2 separate regions of the Gossypium arboreum genome follow, and region 1 is linked to region 2. The links are chromatin contacts, called in public Hi-C maps. All regions are on one chromosome and are shown on one strand. Each heading gives the region's core, a stretch centred on a gene start, on an enhancer-like site or on the middle of the called end of the contact. The rest is flanking DNA. Distances are from core to core; before and after follow the strand shown.

Region 1 (4,070 bases), core at 782-3,281, 190 kb after region 2:
ACTAAAGCCTTTGATGCAAGAGCGTTGCGAAGTGTTGAAGACCTCTAAATTACATAAAGATCACGAATTCTCCCGAACAAGACAAGATCATTTGCAATACGCAGAAATAGCAAGTCATAAAACAAAAAGTGCAATAGATCATCAGAATCTCTCAGCATGAGAGCCAAAATTTCAATCATGAGATCACATGCTACCCTAAACCTCATCAAACAATTAAATTTAGAAAGAAAAAAACATACATGGGAAAACAATTTGATAGTTATAGGAAGAAGATAACATGCATGGAAGAACATTTGGTCTAATAAAAGAACTAACATAAGTTTTAGATTGCAGGTAGCACGAAATTTTGTAACAGCTTTAATAGTGACAAGTCAAACAACATTAGAAGACAGGAAAAAGCAACTGAACGATGCAAAACCTTAAATTAATTTTCCATAATATGCAATCTTAAAATAAAAAGATACAGATACTACAAGGAATCTGACAAAGAAGTCTGATAAAGCATTAAAAAATTATTCATAATTGTAGATGAGACGGCCCATCACTGACTTTCTAAAATTACTAACCAATAACAACGATGAAACTCTACCAAACATGACTTCAAGAGTAAAATGCACAGTAAATTGTTCACCCAAATACCAGAAAGCCAACTTTCCAACCATACAAAGAACAGAGATTTGCTATCAGCAATGAAGACACAGGCAGGCAGAGCAAATTTACATATAAAGTTTACAGGATCTACTTCAGTAAAACTACAATATACAGTGATATACAAACAGCCTATGTTACTGGGTCACGAAATGAGTGTCAGATAGGAGTAGCATTCGACATGGGTATGTTAGTTTTCTACGTATTTGGAGAGTCCGTGGAGCGTCATAATCTCCATAGACCAATGTATGGATGCGCATCAGCACTAATAATTCATGAAAATTGAAGAGTGGAGAAACATAGCAAACAGCCCCTTCTTCCATCAGTTTCAGCAGATTATCCATCACTAAACTTCAAATAAATTGAGTTCTTTTTCCCCAGAAATCAAACATCCAAAAAAGGGAAGGAAAAGCAGTGAACTTTCCACTAAGAACAGACATAATTTAACGAAAAATAAGAAAATTTCAAAACATTTCGAAATAAATTACTACTTTTAACTACCAGTATTACTAAGGCGTTTTCACAATTTAATTATTTTATTAAATTAAAACCTAATAATTAATAATAATAATTTAATCAACCTCTTCGACAGCCTTTTCTCTTAGCCTTTCAGACATCCTTAATGCCTTAATTTCGGCTTGTGCTTCTCCCAATTCTCTATCTTTATCTGTAAACATATCCAAAATATTAAAATAAAAGGAAACGGTTAACCGTTAACTAAAAGCAGCTAAATTGAACCGAATCGAGGCGAAAAACAACTAGATCGAGCCACATTCCAGACCTCTAACTTCATTCTCCAACCGATTAAGCTCAACTTTCACCGGATCCGAACCGTGAAGCAACGTAATGAAGTCGTTATCCGCATCGAAGCTAGGTCTGACAGTTCTCCTCCTCGACGAACCTTTCCCTCCACTCTCCTTAAACGGCGCCGACACCGCCAAAGGCGGAGGTGCTCCCGACGTGGTCGAAGTCATCCTCACCGGCGACTCACTTCTCGCATTGCCTGTTACCTCTGCCGCTTCGCCGGCAATCTCCGCCATCTCTGATCCAAACACTTCCTCTCACCACTTCAAATACAAAAAAAAAAAAAAAGAAGAAGAAGAAAAGTAACTCTTTCCACGCAGAGTAGTTCTCTTCACATCTAAACCTTGAAGTGGATCCAAAACGATAGGGTTTGAAAATCAGTTGAAATACACAACTGCTCAGCAGATTCTCAGATAATAGAAAAGATAGAGTGAAGAAGAATGGCTTTAGAGCTGAGAGAGAGATAAATCAGTTATATATAAAATAATAATAATGTTATTATTATTATTTTCTCTCTGTAGATTATGGATTTTAAAATCTGGTTACAATGACAGAGTGAGGAGAGAGAAAGGAAGAGAAATGAGTGATGGAGACTTAATTAATTAAATTAAATTAATGGAGTTGCTGAAATTAGAGATTACTGTGTGTGTTTAAGCAGTGAAATCTGCTGCTGGTTGCGCTTCGAAAATTGATTCCACCTCTTTCTTTTTCCGATGCTTAAAATTGCGACAGCCTTTTTCTATTTTCTCTTTTCTAAAATTACGTTCGCAATAAAAATTAAAATATATCTTTCAGAATTTTCCAAATATTTTTTGATTTCTGATTATTTTTAATTAAATAACAAATTACATTCACAATAAAAATTAAAATAAAACAAATTATAACTGGGATTCGAAATTTGCTATTTTTGGTAGCTGGCGTGTCTCGGTTACTTTACCCAAAGGGGAAAAGTTTGATAGAAAATCTCTATAAATATTATTGGCAACTCGGATTTAGCATTAAGCAATAGTGTTTGAACTTTGTCCTATTTGTGCAATTAATTATAAATATAATATTATGTTGTGCACATTATGATTAGAGTTACATATAAATCGGATCAATTGAAATTCGATTTCAAAATATATTTTAAATTAAAGTCCATTTTCAGCCTGAGTTAGACTGTTGCTCGTTTTATTATTTTAAAATAATAAAATAATAAAATATATTTTAATTGTTATTTTATGTATTTTTATTTTTTATTTTTTAAAAATAATTTTATTATTTAAATTGAATTCAAACTGAGTTAAACTGGATCGACCTAAAGTGAAAAATTATTATTCAAACTTAACTTAAATTAGGTTAGGTGAATTATGTAACTTTTGAACAGGTCTAATCACAAATTATTGTGATATGTGAAAACATTTCTGTCCAACAAAACCAAATGCTAAGGTTTTACAAAATATAATTTAAATCAAAATAAATTTTATTAGAGACTCACACATAATTTATATTACATGTATCTCAAATTTTAAATTTTAAAAGCTTTATTTTTACAATTAAATTAATAACGATTAAAAGAATTTGAGTTTTTATTTTTATTTTTAAGAATGTATTCAAAAATTATTGGACAATTGGATTTGGTGCAAGTATTTGTAGATACAAATATGTGGTATGTTTGATTTACACCATCCACTTCTCAAAAAAAGTGTGAGAATTGGGTAATCACACAAGTAATTTATAAATAATTATACTCAAATCAAATGATCATAAAAATTTTAAACATATTCTTGAATTAAGTTTAAAATGTTATTTCTATACATTAATAATATTAGTGTTTTAATTTTTTAAGTTATATTTTATTTACTAATCTTATTAAAATAATTTGAAATTTTTATTAACAAAAGATAATTTTTCATACATTTTGACATGCTAAATAATTAATAAAATTATATATTATTTATTACTAATTATTTATACTTAATTAAAACCAATCAATAATAACAACTAGTATACATTATGAAATGTTAGAGTAATTAGATAAAATTGTATTATATTGTCAAATTTTTTGGCCTAGCATATTACATACGATGATTTAATTTTAAAATTTTTATTTAGAGTTTTATCTCTAAAATTATAATTTTAAAATTTAAAATTATGTAGTTGTATAGTTATTATCGGCACTATTAAAAACACATCTAAATTTTTTATAATTAGAGATATAATTATTTTGATAATAATTACAATTTTATTCTAGAACCATGTAGTGTTTAAATATGCCCAAAAATAAAAATAAAAAAGAAAGAAAGAAAGAAAGATATACTATAATAAATTTTGAATTATGCTTGAATTTATAATGTTTTAATTTTATTAAATTCAAACACGTCCAAAATTTTAAAATACATTTAAAAATTGTATATATATTAAGTGATGGGAGGCTATCTTATTACATATTTAGATATTTTCTTTTTTTTCAAAATTACATATTTAGATCATCCTGTATAATATTAGAAATATTGATTAGATTGTGGTCCAAAAGATTTAGTCATTTTTGTCTACACTTTAGTAGGTCAGCTGCAATATCTTTTTAAAATTGTTTGCTAAATGAATGATGGATATTTATACTAAATTATTTTTATCTT
Region 2 (4,223 bases), core at 1,597-4,096:
ACAATGGATTTAACAGAATCGCCAAGAAGAGGAGCAGGAGACTCAATAAGCTCATCAAAAATTTCAAAAGCAATAATAGCAACATCCTCCTCACCAGCAGAAAGGCATTGTCTTGATACATTTAAAATGCTAGGAATGAATTCCCGAAACTTGACCTGCATGGTAATAGAACTTACATTGTCAATTGCTGGACCTTGTTCTTTTCTACTAGAACTTGCATAAAAACTGTTAAAGCGCAAACAAACAACCGCTAAGGAGTAATATATTCCTTAGAATAAGATTACCGGAAGACCATTATGAAAATGGTAACTAGTTAAAACAAAACCAACCATTAAACAGACCTTACATTGCCAAACAGTTGCACACTGAAAAAGCATATAAAAGGATCATTTTCTGGTACATGGATGGGAAACAGGAGGGGAGGGAGGGGAGGGGGATAGCACTCAAGTCCACCCAGCATTAACAAAAAATCAGTTGTTCGAAGTTACATGCATTTTGACCAAAATTTATTTACTTAAATTTTCATCAATAAAATTTAAACAAACTGATTGGCTTCAGTTTCAATTTTTTTTTAGCAAAAGGCTAGGGGCACATGCACAAATTCAATATTTTGGGATCATATACTTTCAGATTCCCCCAATCAAAAAGGAAGTTCACCTTCCCGATTCCCTTCTCATTACAAAATATCCCAAACAAAGTGCAATAGCCATCCATACTTCCATCTATCTTTTGCCTTCACCTCTCTCGTGACTTATATCAAATCTGGTGCTTTATAATCTTTTCAAGAATGGTAGTCCTTCACCAAAAGGTGTGTAAAAGGAATAGAATAAACCTGAGTTCATCAACTGAATCTCTTGTCTTAAATATATAAGCTTCATACAATGCCATTTAGAAACTTAATTCCTATAGAAGATTCTAATTAGCAAATATCCTTTCCCGCATAAACACAAATTAGTCCTTTTGAAACCCTTATTCCATCTTGGAAACGCAAAAGCAAAGTAACACATTCGCAAAAAAAAATTCACCTAGCAGTGGAAACAAACATCTTTGCAACACACACTTAAAACAGTCTGCATAATCAAAAGATAACCAGGTGCTTAGCTATAAAATAGTATGAAATGGAAAGATATGATATCATTACTGAAAAAAGGGAGAATTTACAGTTGAGAAAAAGTACAGAACTCACCACTTCAGCCCCATCATTTGTGAATTCAAGAAATGATCCCACTGCCCTGGCAAAACAAATGTCTAAATCATGTAAACAAACCCCCAAAAGTTATTTCCTAACAACCAACAAGATCAGCAATAAAGTATCACGAGGGAAAAAAGGTTACTTTAGGGCAGCAACTCTGACACGATTGCTTGTCTCATCCTGCAAGCACTTGAGCAGAAGTGCTTGCAGGTCTGCAAAATGAGGTCTAAAGGTGCTCCCAATTGTTTCAGTCAAAGAGCTGAAAAGGATCAAAGCCACCTTATATCACCAGAAGCAGACAGATACATTTGTTAGTCCATAAAATGGAAATGGCATGAACTGGACACGAGAAATGAGAGCTGCTATCTAAAGAAAGCTGATACCGTGCAAGGTCCAGTTTCAGGCCAAAATGACACAAATAGGAAGACATGATTGACTACAACAGCATGCAAGCACAGATGTCCATTAAGGGAAGTTAATATGTCATGATAAACTAGATGAAGATCCTACAAATGACTTCATGTCACAAGAAGTTTTCTTGGCCTATCAGAGCACCAAAAAATCTGTCATTCAATTTAAACTTAAACTTAAGATAACATGCATTATACCAGTCAAAGAACCCTTCATGCTAACTACTTTGTTACACTTTTATGAAATGCAGCAAATTGATATTTCTATTATTGTGCATAAAATATGCATTTTAACTCTTTTTCTACTGATAAGTATGATGAGCAAATAACATCATTTACTATAAGCTTGTACTAACTACTATTTCTTGGCTAGATTGCATTTGGTAAAGAAGCGCTTCAGATATCAATTTTGGCATAAATTGCATAATTGAACACATAAATATAAGACTTTCTTGATTACTTCCAAAATTCATGGATTTCTTGATCCTACTTAATAGTGAATTTTTTAGCAATGCAACAGAGTCAACTTTCCCGAAAACATAAATCAAAATATTACTTCTCTATGATCTTCCTGTGGACTTTGACTACACTGAAACAGAAACGGCAGCAGATCAGGCCATTCTCCAGCTGGAACAGCGTATTTCGCAACTATACTCACTACGTTCGCGCTGGCTCGCCTCACTGGTGGACTGTCAAAAATCAAGCCACCGAAAATCGAATTAAATTCCAATTGGCGATCAAAAGCAATAAAGAAATAATAAAAAAGTAAATTCCAATAATAAACCTATGTTCCATTGTGATGCTTTCAATGAGGGACTGCTTGACAAGTTGCTTAACCTGAGGAGCGAGCTTAGCCCAGTGTCCAGTGATCTTCTTCCTTAGGAGAACTGCGGCGAGTTGACGGACGTTGGGAGTCTTGGCAGTGCGAAGGTGCTGAACGAGAGCCGGAACGACTTGCGGATCCTTCGCCAGCCGCTTAATTTGATCCTCCGCTTGCCTCCTTGCATCGTTGTCTGGCATTAAGAATTGAATCAACAACAGTTCTAGGGATTGTGCCATCGTTGTCTAGCTTGAGTTTGAGTTGGAGGAATTGGAGATGGTAGAGAGGGAAATGGTAGTAAACCCTACTGCGGAGGCTGCTGCCGAATATGGTGAAGGGTTTTTGCTTCCCTTCTAAGTTTATATCCTTTGATGGGCTGAGCTGTTTTTGGGTCTTTAAAACGAGGGAATGTCATTCAGATTTTCTATTACGTATTTAAATACATTGAATATAATGTATTTAAATTTTTTGGGTAAATTGTTAAAATAATCACTGCTCAGGTTATAATTTAGTCATTTATATTTGAAATGTTACGTTTTAATCACTTATATTATCTTATTTTAACATTTTAATTATTGAATCATTAATTTTTATTAAATCATTATCTCAAATGAAAATATTAAGTTAAAATATATAATTAATCGTTATATTTTTTGTTTTGAACAATTTAATTTTTCTTCTTTTATATTATTTTTTCTTTATTTTTATTCACTTCTACTTCTAGAGAAAGTGGACACCAATAAGCTGATAGGTCAATGCCTGACCAAAGACAAAGGAGGAAGCCGTCATAGAGGGAGAGAGAAAACAACATGAGGAGGGAGAGGAGTAGAAGAGCTATCGCTGCCAAGATATATACTGGGCTGAGAGCTCAATGAAATTATAATCTACCCAAGCACTGTGATAACAATGAGGTCCTCAAAGCTCTTTGTGTTGAGGCTGGTTGGGTTGTTGATCGAAAGGTACCTAATTTACCCTTCTCTTCTTCTTTTCACTACTCACAAAAGGGTAGATTTGTTCAAACAAAATGCAACTCTTTTCCTTCTCTACTCATTTTGTTTTAGTTGTAATTTAGTTGGATCTGGTTCCCATACCAATTTTAATTAGTTTGGTTATGCTTTCTGGGTTTTTTTTACTTGATTTGCTTTATTTCTGTTTGTTTTGGCTTCTGTTTGATCGCTTGGAATATTGGAAAAATCAACAGAAAGTCATACATGAAAACAATAGTTCCCACTTAAAGACAATAACTGTTGGAACTGAAACTTTATTAATTGGACTGTGAACAAATTTTCTTGATCAGCTTTTGTTTTTCCTGTATAATCCTCTTGAGCATTAATGTGTTGATTAGTTTTGGTTTTTCATTGGATTTGCTGTTTAGGGATGTAAGCCACCTCCGATTGATATAGCAATCAATTTAGCTAAAATTACCCCATATTCTTCCCAAAATCCTAGTCCTTTATCTTCTGCATTTCCAAGTACAATTCCTTCATGTCAAGTCAGTCCTTCCTCCACTTCCTTCCCCATTCCCACTAGGGCTGCTGCAAATAATTCGTCTAGTCTCATTCCGTTCTTTCGAAGCACCATTCCTTCGTCTCTTCCTCCTCTCGGAATCTCTAATAGTGCCCTTGTGACACCACCACTTTCTTCTCCAACCTTCAAAAATTTTAGGTAAGAAGTAGAAAAGAATGGAAAATAAAGAAAAAAAAAGGAAAACTAAAAGAACATAAACGAAAAAATTAAATTGCTCAAAACAGAAAAAGGACCAATTGCATAATTTAACCTAAAATTTTCGTTTGAAATGATT

The links. Hi-C and Micro-C count contacts between places; a contact is called where the count stands out from the background.
Region 1: a Hi-C map of leaf shows a contact between it and region 2, with 3 times the contacts expected there. The contact joins the promoter of LOC108453314 here to the promoter of LOC108453385 in region 2. A contact is called at or near these places in 2 of 5 Hi-C or Micro-C datasets (both in leaf).

Annotation. Positions count from the first base shown.
Region 1 is chr5:45,728,334-45,732,403 of ASM2569848v2, forward strand. It overlaps LOC108453314 (microtubule-associated protein 70-4-like), which reads right to left and starts at 2,032. Exons shown (of 11, transcript XM_017751340.2): 1 at 1,430-2,032; 2 at 1,230-1,315. The coding sequence starts at 1,688.
Region 2 is chr5:45,536,721-45,540,943 of ASM2569848v2, forward strand. It overlaps LOC108453385, which reads right to left and starts at 2,847. Exons shown (of 21, transcript XM_017751456.2): 1 at 2,387-2,847; 2 at 2,159-2,291; 3 at 1,335-1,471; 4 at 1,187-1,232; 5 at 1-155. The coding sequence starts at 2,661. It also overlaps the pseudogene LOC128292666.